Regions from separate parts of the Sus scrofa genome. Here region 2 is linked to region 1. The links are chromatin contacts, called in public Hi-C maps. All regions are on one chromosome and are shown on one strand. Each heading gives the region's core, a stretch centred on a gene start, on an enhancer-like site or on the middle of the called end of the contact. The rest is flanking DNA. Distances are from core to core; before and after follow the strand shown.

Evidence for each region. Hi-C and Micro-C count contacts between places; a contact is called where the count stands out from the background.
Region 2: a contact with region 1 is called in a Hi-C map of liver, with 3 times the contacts expected there. The contact joins the enhancer-like site here to the promoter of PLCB1 in region 1. A contact is called at or near these places in 1 of 5 promoter capture datasets (liver), 4 of 47 Hi-C or Micro-C datasets (embryonic fibroblasts and liver) and 1 of 2 datasets of contacts at active chromatin or transcription factors (skeletal muscle).

What each region holds. Positions count from the first base shown.
Region 1 is chr17:17,005,918-17,011,288 of Sscrofa11.1, reverse strand. PLCB1 (1-phosphatidylinositol 4,5-bisphosphate phosphodiesterase beta-1) reads right to left here and starts at 4,092. Exons shown (of 33, transcript XM_021077401.1): 1 at 3,571-4,092. The coding sequence starts at 3,669.
Region 2 is chr17:17,099,314-17,104,005 of Sscrofa11.1, reverse strand. The region is part of intron 2 of PLCB1 (1-phosphatidylinositol 4,5-bisphosphate phosphodiesterase beta-1); the gene reads right to left. Among named protein-coding and RNA genes, the nearest start is that of PLCB1, 94 kb to the right of the region's middle. Within about 2 kb of position 2,160, at least 3 of the 83 cell types and tissues checked have an H3K27ac peak or open chromatin away from gene starts, as enhancers often do. A contact at or near this core is called in liver, where this site is marked.

The DNA of each region.
Region 1 (5,371 bases), core at 2,843-5,342:
CTGGTTAACACCAATATCGACACTTTTGACGACCACCCTTGGAGCACCCATAGCCTCACCATGACATTGGTAGGTAGCCAACAGACTATGCAGGGCACTGTACCCTCTGGGTGACACCCCCCATTCCACATGGTGGTCAGGGCAATAGGACCAGTGATTATGGCACTTTAGCCACTCAAGGAACAAGAGATAATCTCTTCACAATTCTAGACAGCCCCAAACTCAGCATTTTCAAGTGGACCATTATGCTCTCCAGCGAGTTACTGAAAAGCTGTTTTATGAGTCGGCGCATCCTTCCTTTTAAAGATCAGAGAGGAAGGTTTACAGTTTTGAAGTGAGGTCAGAGATTTGAGATATTTTCAATTCCTTCCAGCACTTACTTTTCATCGCAAGCATATGGGGCACACTCTTGGGGCGGGGGGCAGCACGTATTTCCCAAAATCAGAGCCCAAAGGAAAAACACAGCAGTTTCCTCTCCCCAGAGACAGGAAGTCAGGCCAGACAGCCTCTCAAAAATCTTCTCTTTTTCCTTTCCTTTTCTAACACTCTGACTAGAAGCAGGTGAAAATGCCAAAAATGTTTCATTGCATATAAGAAATTGAAAAGAAATGCATGAATGTGAGTTAAGTTAGCCTGGGCATCAGAGACACTCCCTAAAATACCCCAGAAGATCTAAAAAAATTTGTCCACAATTAAGTCATTGAGGTTTTTCTACCTCCTAGGTACCTAGAAAGGTCACAAGGGGAAGAATTTCTCAAAATACGAACACGGAGATAAAATTAAACTTACAAACCGGTGAAAACATATACAGGCCAACAGGATTGTGCTCTCTACTATAGAGTCCAAGTTTTTTGTGTTTTTTTTTCCCACAAAACATATCCCTCTGGTTTCAAAGTGCGGGTCCCCAAACCAACAGCATCAACATCACTCAGGACCGTACCTGAAATGCAGATTCCCAGACTCTACCTTGGACCTTCTAAATCAGAACTTGGCCCCGGGGGTCTAAATATTTCCAAGCCCTCCAGATGTTTCCGATGCAAGCTCAAGTGTCAGAAGTGCTGCTTTATCCTATGGGCTACTGCCAACTCTTAGATAAACTAGGCAGGAAGCAGAGCACTCTTACCTTCGGTCCAAGAGGCAACAAAGATTCGGAAAGGTTAAGCAATTAAGCTAAAGTCACACAGCTGACTGGTAAAAGAATCAACAGATGAACCCAGCCTTTGGACACAAGGCCTCGTTCTCTGTTGTCTTTGACACTCAGTCTCACTAACATGTAATATAATTAGCCAGATAACCTAAAATGGCTTGATTCTAGAAGGGCAAATACGAAATGGGGAGAGGAGAAGGGTGACACCTGCGAGGGGGAGAAAAAAAAAAAAACAGCCTAAGAAATTCCTGGTCCCTCTTACTCCACAGATCACCATGGAGACCAAGAAGGCCAAGGAAGGAACTGGCAGGATGGTTCATTCTATTCCAGATAACTTGACTCCTGAGTGCAGTCTGAGTTCTCTACAAAATCTCTGAGATTCTCTCGATCCTGCCCTTAGTGCTTGCAGACTCCTATAAGGCTGCCCCGGAAACTCACTGTTCAATGCTCAGCAGGAACCCTTCTCACCTTCTGCAGGTGGCAGCCTCTCCATCATTCTCCCTGCACCCCTCATCCTCCCTGCATCCCTCATCCTTCCTATATCCCTGGTGTTCTTGGTAATTTTCTGTCTCCCCCACCTAGTAAGTAAGGTCTGTAACAGTAAGGGGTTTTGCTGCTTTCTTCACCACCCCAGGCCCTAGTCCAGGGCCCAGCATTAGTAGGTGAGGAAGAAATATATGACATAAATGCACAGCAGAAAAATCATCTACCTGGATGGATCCAAATGTGTTTCCATAAAAGACCTTCATTTTCAAAGGGATACTCATCTTTTCTTCCAAGCAAGACATTCGGGAGAATTATTTAAAATGCAGTTTAAAATCATCACCATGAATAAATGCAGAGCTTATACTGGGTTACCCTTCTTTATTTTCTGAACTCTCTCTCTCTCTCTCTCTCTCTCTCTCTCTCTCTCCCCATGCCTTCTGCCCTTCACTCTGTCAGTAAACCCATCACATTAGCTCTCTATTTGAAGATCTCAAGATGGGCAAGGCTGTTCTATTTGTGGTCAAACTGCATTTTATTTTATTTTTTGCTTTTCCTTGACATAAAGCATTTCACCTGTGTCTGAACTTACTGTTTAGATCCTATTCCATTTACACAAAACATCCGGTCATTAGATTAAGACAGAAGGAGAAAAGTGTAAAGTCCATAGGAAAAAGATGCCTACAGCATTTGATAATTGGCGTGAGCTTTCAAGGAAGCTGTGGGCTCCCCCTCCAAGTTCCGTTTGCGCTTCCAGGTGGACAAAATATAGACACAAACCCGCTCAGCTAAGTAATTGGATTCGCTACCTGGAATATTTAAATTGTTTTCAGACACTGGAAAATGGCTTAAGAAGATTAGAGAAAAATACCCTGGAGGATAACAGGCTATAATTTACTAGGTGGAAAATCTTTTCAGCAAGAAGAACGCCTCATTCTCCTGTAATTCCCCCTGTTTAAAAGATGTCTTAGTCATTAGGACCTAAATTTCCTGCGATCCAGCAGCTCAGATTTATTCCAGTGGGTTGTTATCAAATCTTTTGAATGACACCCAGGACATAAAATTGATAAGCAAATGTCCTCTGTGGGGAAGATGCTCATGCATTCAGCAAGATTACTAATCTAAAGGTTTGAAGGCAATTGGGGAGGGGGGTTCCACTTGAAGTCCTAGGGTCCAGGGTTCCTGTAAACCACTGGAGATCTGGGCTTGGCTAAGCTCTGCCTCTCCTGGCAAAAGATGAAGGTAAACTGGGGGGTATGTCTTCTCTTCTATTTTGAACTGAAGACTTCAGCCAGCTCAGTTCTCAGAAACTTGCCCTCCCTCGTTCCTTGCAGGCCCACTGAGCCCTCGCGAACCCCTCGGTCCCCCCTCTCTGCTCTTGAGCCTTCCCTTGGTGAGTCCTCCCCAGCCCTTCTCAGGGCCCTTCTCTGCGGAGCCGGGCGCTAAAGTTTGGTATCACCGACCACCTGTCGGCTGGACCGCTGCCGTGTGGGCTCCCAGCAAAGCGCTAAGACGGTGAGCAATCACTAAACAGTTTCAGACTCCGGGGCAGTTCCTTCTCGAAAGGGGCCAACGGAGGTAACGGGGGGTGCGTCTGCGGGCCGAGAGGGGTGCGACTCGTTAGCACCCCAGGCTTTCCAGCTGGTCCCAAATTCACCCTCCCCACTTAGCAAACTCTCAAGACCCGTCCCCCGGCCACGCCTGCTCCTTCAGCTCCACTGGCCCCCAAGATTTCAGACCCTCAGGGGGCCCTACCCAGAACTAGCAGGGACGTCAACTACTGAACCCGAGGACCCAGGAGGTCGCGGCCAGAAGCTGCCCTGGGCCCCCGCGCCCTCCCGGGTGCGCTCATTGCATAACGCGCCCCTCGCCCCACCCCCACGGACGGCCCTTGCCTGCCCTGCGCCCCGCCGGCGCCCCCGCCGGCCACCCCGACTTACATCATCCCACTTGACGAATTTGGTGCCCTTCTTGAGGCTGTCGGACACGCACACGGGCTTGAGTTGCAGAGCGTGCACTCCCGGCTGAGCCCCGGCCATCAGGGCTCATCGGGGCTCTGGGCGGCCCGGGCGAGCGCGGCAGGGACGGGGCGCGGGGCGCGGGGCTCCCTTCTCGGCTCCGGAGGTTCTCGCGTCTGCTCCCTCGCCGGCGTCTCGGCCTCCGCACCTCCTCCGGCGTGGCTTAGCAGGCGGGGCGCTCGCGGGCGAGGCGCCGGGCCATGCCCGGGCGGGACGCGGGGTCGGGCGCCCGCGGTGGATGCGGAGTCTCGGAGGGCGAAGAGCCGCCGAGCCGGGCTGCCCGGGCTGCCAGCCGCCTCCGTATACCGCTCCTCGGCCGCCGCCGCCTCCCGGCTCACCATTCAGCACATCCTCTAGACACCGAGCGAGAGAGCGAGTGACACACGCTCTGCGCCCCCCCCCCCGCCCTGCTCCTTCCCCCTCCTCCCTCCTCCTCCCGCCCCCCTTCCCCGCCACCCGCGCTCGCTCGGTCCCTCCTTCCCCGGCGGCTTCCAGCCCAACTTTGCGCGCTGGGTCAGGAGCGGGAAGCGGGCACGCAGCGGCACCTCCCGGCTCCCGGGCCCCACTGCAGCCGACGCCTCTGAGCATGCCCCGTGCCCCGGTGGCGGGGTGCAGGGGTGTCCTGGAGCCCAGCGTTCCTGGGGGTTTGCTGGAGAACAGGAGCCCCGGTCTGGGAGTGTCTTTGGGTCCAAATGGGGTGCAAAAAGGGAGCCTTCGGGAGAGATCGGAGAGGCGACCCAGAGTTTTCCCCTCTAGCTGGAGCTCTCCAGCGTTGGCCACAAACCAGCTATTTCAAAAGACAATTATTATTTATTAGCAGAGAAGAGAGCAGTTGAGAGGCTTGGAGTGAGTGCTCTTTGGGGAAACCTCGCCGTGCCTGAGAGTTTGCAGCGCGCTGGTCTTGACGCCCGGGCGGGCATGTGGTTAAGTTGTGCTTCAGAGACAGCAAGCCCATTCTAAGAGAAACAATGGTTTTATTTCCCAAGGAGATAGGCCTCCACTTGCCAGTGTATGGGTGCGCGTGGGGGGGGGGGTCGTGTCAAACAGAGACAGACAGGAAGAGGAGAGAAGGAGAGAGAGTAAGGTGTCTTACAGATAGAAACTTGCTCACTTAGGAACAAAGGTGGTAGGATATTTGCTGGCATTCATTCAACAAATATTTCTCATTTCTTTTAAAACAAAGAGATTCCCCCTCTAGAGTAGATCATATTTAGAAGGCTAATTATAACAGTGTTTGAGAGGATGCAGAGCAACTGGAACTTTCATCCATTACTGGAGAGTGTATAAAATGGTAAAGCCACTAGGAAGAAGAGTTTTTAATAAGGTTAAACATTTACTTATCATAAAACTCAGAACTCCCACTCCTAGGTATTTGTACAAGAGAAATGAAAACATATGTTCACACAGACTTGTTTAGTAATGTTCATAGCTTTCTTCATCATACCCCCAAAACTGGAAACCAAAAGTCAGTCAATTGGTGAATAGATAAACAAATGTGGTATGGCAAATAATGGAATACTATTCAGCAATTAAAAAAGAGTGCACATACAACCACGGGGATAAATCACACAGAATTTAAACCTAGTGAAAGGAACTGGACACAAAACACTGCATATTGCGTGATTCCATTTGAGGAATTCTGGAACAGGCAATCTAGTCCATGTTCAGAGAAAGCAGATCAGTAGTTGCCTGTGGCCAGGAGTGAGCTGGGATTGACAGGGAA
Region 2 (4,692 bases), core at 911-3,410, 95 kb before region 1:
CAAACCACTTCGACAGTAAGTTGTACACAGAGGACACGTTAGGAAGGTCTCTGGTGAGGCAGGAGGACAGGGAGGCTTTAATGCCTAATTGTGTCAGGTCAGAGAAACCGGTTGACTTAACATTTTGGTTTGTGCTAGCTTCTCAATGTTCCACTAGTAGACTCAGAGCTCTAAGTACTTGGGTTTCTATATAGTCCTAGGTGATAACAGATCATTTTGTGTTTAGGTACATCTGCATCCTCTTCTTATGTGGTTCTATATATACATTGACCTCTTCAAGGGCAAGGATCTTCTACTTCCCAGAAATGTACCTTGAACTTGACTGGATGGTCAAGAAATCTACCTTGACCATCAACCTTGATCTGACTTCTATTTCTACTTAAATATACCCACTTCTTATCTTTTCTCCAAATTTTCTTTTTTTTTCCTCTGTACGTCTTTATTGAGATAGAAATGACATACAACAAATTGCACATATTTAAATTGTACACATTAATGTTTTGAAGCATGTACAAATCCTTAACATCATCAACACAGTCAGGTGAACACATCCATAATTCCCCCAAATATTCCCAGGCCCTTTTGTAAAGTAATGCATGCCTCCACCCACTACCTCTCCCCCTACATTCCAGGAACCACTGGTCTGCTTTTTATTTCATTTCATATTTTTATAGAGTTTTATATCAATAAAATTGCACAGAGCACATTCTTTCGTTGTAGAGGGGTCTGGCTTCTTCATTTTACACAATGTAATTACTTGAGAGTTTACTCGTATGTTATTTTTCATCAGTTATTGATTCGTTTTTTCATTTTGTAACCTTTTATTGGCATACAGTTGATTTACAAGGTTGTGATAATTTCTGCTGTTTAGCAAAGTGATTCGGTTACCATATACACATATCCATTCTCTTTCAGATTCTTTCCCCACATAGATTATCACAGAATATTGGGTAGAGTTCTCTGTGCTATACAGCAGGTCCCCATTGGCCAATTATTCCATACACCACAGTGTGCATATGCCCATCTCAAACCTCTAGTCCATCTGCCCCCACCTGTCCCCTTTGGTAACCATAGTTTGTTTTCAAAGTCTGTGAGTCTGATTCTGTTCTGAGAATAAGTTCACTTGTATCCTCTTTCTAGATTTCACATATAAGTGACATAATATGATGTTTATCCTTCACTGTCTACCTTCACTTGGTATGATAATTTCTAGATCCATCCATGTAGATTAATCTCTAAGTGCTGTCTCGGTTCTAGAAGGGTCTCTCACACTATGGAGACCAAATGCTTTGGCTCTTGGGAAGACAATGTCACAGTGTTATCCCAGTCTCCTGACTACTTCAAGTTTCAGAAGCAAATCCTGCAGCTTGAGGATCAATGAAGACCCACAACACCCTAGGGACTGCACTGCGCTTTCTCTTCTTTCTCTAACCTCAAATTCCATATTCCTCCATAGATGTGCTATATTCATTCATGCAATGGCCAGAAGTCCATGTACAAAGTATGGCGGATGCTTTCAGTTTTACTCTAAAGACTCCCTAGGTTAAAAACATATAGTTTACATAAAACTTTGCCAAGAACTCCCAAATATGGCAGTTCTGTAAGAGCCTTTCAGTTTTTCTGAACTCATGTCCCCATGTCTTATAATCATGTAAAATGTCAAAAGGATCTTAAAATATCAGGTAGTTTTAACAAACTCTTCAAAATCATGTTATGTAGCTTTTTTTTTTTAATAAAAAGAATGAAGAAAGAAATCCTAACACTGTATTATCAAATGGTTAGGGTATCATCAAATTAACTCTGAATAAATTAGATATTTCTCTTACCTCTGTGGTTTGTGTACCGCCCCCTTCTACAAATTAAAAAAATATACATATATAAGTACAGACATACATATAAAGTTATTTAAAATATGGCAGATTATCTAATATTGTATCCCATTTAAGTGCTTCTCAAAGTTTTTCAGGCTTCCCAGGGTTGATCATTTTGTGCAAGTTTTGGATCAAAGCCCAGAGCACTTGGTCTATATAATAACAAAAATAATGCCCACCATCACAAAGCATCCAGCAAATTCAAGTTTGTCAAAATAGACCAAAAGCTCTCCCTGTTCACAACCCAGCCTGAGCCTCAATCTAGTGCCACCTAGGGAGAATTCCAAACAGATTGCATAATCTAGAGCTGTTGTGCTCCAAGGGGGTCAGGGGCAGTGAACTGTGAACTGTCAGCTATTGGAAGGGGAAAAAAACCACCTTAGAAAATAGAGTATGGCTCCTGACTGGCTATGAATCGAAGCAATCTTACTTCCGGCTCTGTAACAGAATTCTATCATCTCTAATCCCTCAACAAACAACAAAGATGCTCCCCAAACATCCTGTCTTCCAAGTCATCCTGGAATTTAACTTTTTCCCCCTCTGTTGGCTATTTAGTTTTCAGATTTTTATGGATTTCAGAGATTCAAAAATTGATTTGGAAATGTCAACAGACCTATGAGTTTGCTTCTATTTATAGTGCAGTGGTGGTAGGTGGGAGGAGAAGAGGCTGATGGGAACTTTCAGGAAGTCAAGAGAACAGAAAAACAAGTCTTCTCAGTGGCCTTAAACCCACATGGTAGACACATAGCTTCTACATTCAGCCTAGTAGATTAGATGTGAATCAGCCCTGAAGAAGCTGGTGTGGATCTGGGGAGGAAAAGACTTTCTTAACTAGCAGCACACAAAGGAATTAGATGGTGGGAGACCAGTATTTTAGCAATAACTGCACAATTTCCAAGTTAGCTTGGCTTTTTTTTTTTTTTTTTAATAGTCTCAGCAACCCCACACAATATTCAAACAAGCAAGTGCAAACAGTCTCCCAAGTAATTCAGGAGTGATGCCTGGGCCCTTTATATATGAAAGGAAAAGACAAATTGAATAACTCAGGACTGCCAAACTACCATCCCAAACTCCATAATAGCTTAATGGTCAACAAGAAAGCTACGTCAGACAATATTATCACATGAAAAAGAAATGAGGCTATATTAGTCCTTAAAACAAAAGACATTAGCCCTAAATGGGGAAAAAGTGAGGCTGCAAAATGTAATATGAGGTACATTTAGGTGGCCTTTTAATGAATGAAGACACTTTTTTTTTTTTTTTTTTTTGGTCTTTTTGCCACTTCTTGGGCCGCTGCAGCGGCATATGGAGGTTCCCAGGCTAGGGGTCCAATCGGAGCTGTAGCCGCTGGCCTACGCCAGAGCCACAGCAACGCGGGATCCGAGCCGCGTCTGCAACCTACACCACAGCTCACGGCAACGCCAGATCGTTAACCCACTGAGCAAGGGCAGGGATCGAACCTGCAACCTCATGGTTCCTAGTCGGATTCATTAACCATTGTGCCATGACGGGAACTCCCACATCTACTTTCATCAGCACATACTGGACCCATTTCTACCAAGTCATTATTTGTACATCGTTCCGCTGCCTTTGTTTAACTTTTACTTTTGAGCAGCCTTAATTATGAGTAAAAACACATTTACTGTTGTCTTGGCTTTGGTCGAGTTGTTAAGGATTAAATTATATTGCAACGGTTAGTTGTGGACACTAAATTGGACTGGGACTCTCCGCCCAGTAGGAAAATGACTTTATTAGTATTTCTTGGCTAAACTCTGAAAAATAACTGCATTGTTGAAAAGAACTAATTCCAAAAGAATCATGAACTATTTGCTTACATGGGCAACAGGTGCATGGTAAGCAAGATCATGACTTTTTAAAATCTAGGCCTTCTTTTCATATTTTATTACAATTTACGTAATGTAAACCCAATCAGGGTACCTGCCTATGAAAACACACACACACATACACACACCATCCTCACCTTGACTTCCACCTTTGCTTAAATTCATCACTGCCTTCTTACTGCATTTACAAAATAATCAGGCAGGCTTTATTCTAGCCCATTTTGGCTTTACCTGTCACCAAACTTCACCTTGTGTTCGAGTCTCAGCCACATGGCTTTCTTTCAGTTCCTCAAACTTGTTTCCCTGCCTCCTACCACAGGGCCTTTGCATGTCCAATTACAGAGCTCTTCCTCCTAGCCCATTTACTACCCCAATTATGATGGTCGATTAGCTCCTACTCATCTTCAGAGCAAAGATCTTTTCCCAGGGAGCCCTTCCCTGCCAGCCACCATCATCAGACTGAAACAGATCCTTCTATACCCACAGGCCTCTTCTCAGTTGGGAAATGCACCTGCATTCCAACAATTATCTCAGTAACATCTCTGTCCCTGACCTATAAGTTCCATAGAGGCAACTGTGGAAGTTCCATAGAGGCAAATATGGAAGATACCACTTTTGTTCACAACTGTAGTAGCTTCAGCCTTCAGTGTAATACCAGGCCCAATACACCCTTGGGTGAAGTAGTGAATACACTTTGTATTGCCATCAAGTGTTTTTTGGTTTGGGGGTGTTACGTTTTGGTCTTCTTGGACTTTGGCCAGACGATATCAGTTCCCAGACCAGGGACTGAACCTGGGCCACAGTGGTGAAAGTGCTGAGTCCTAGGCACTACACTACCAGAGAACTCCCTATCACCAAGTTTTGAGACAACTGGAGTCTTTGAGTCCCAGCAGGAAACATGGTGTGTAATCTAAAGGGCAGGTGGAGAGGCTTCAGCAGGTGAAGGAAGGAATTCAAAAAGGGAGAGATTTATTTTT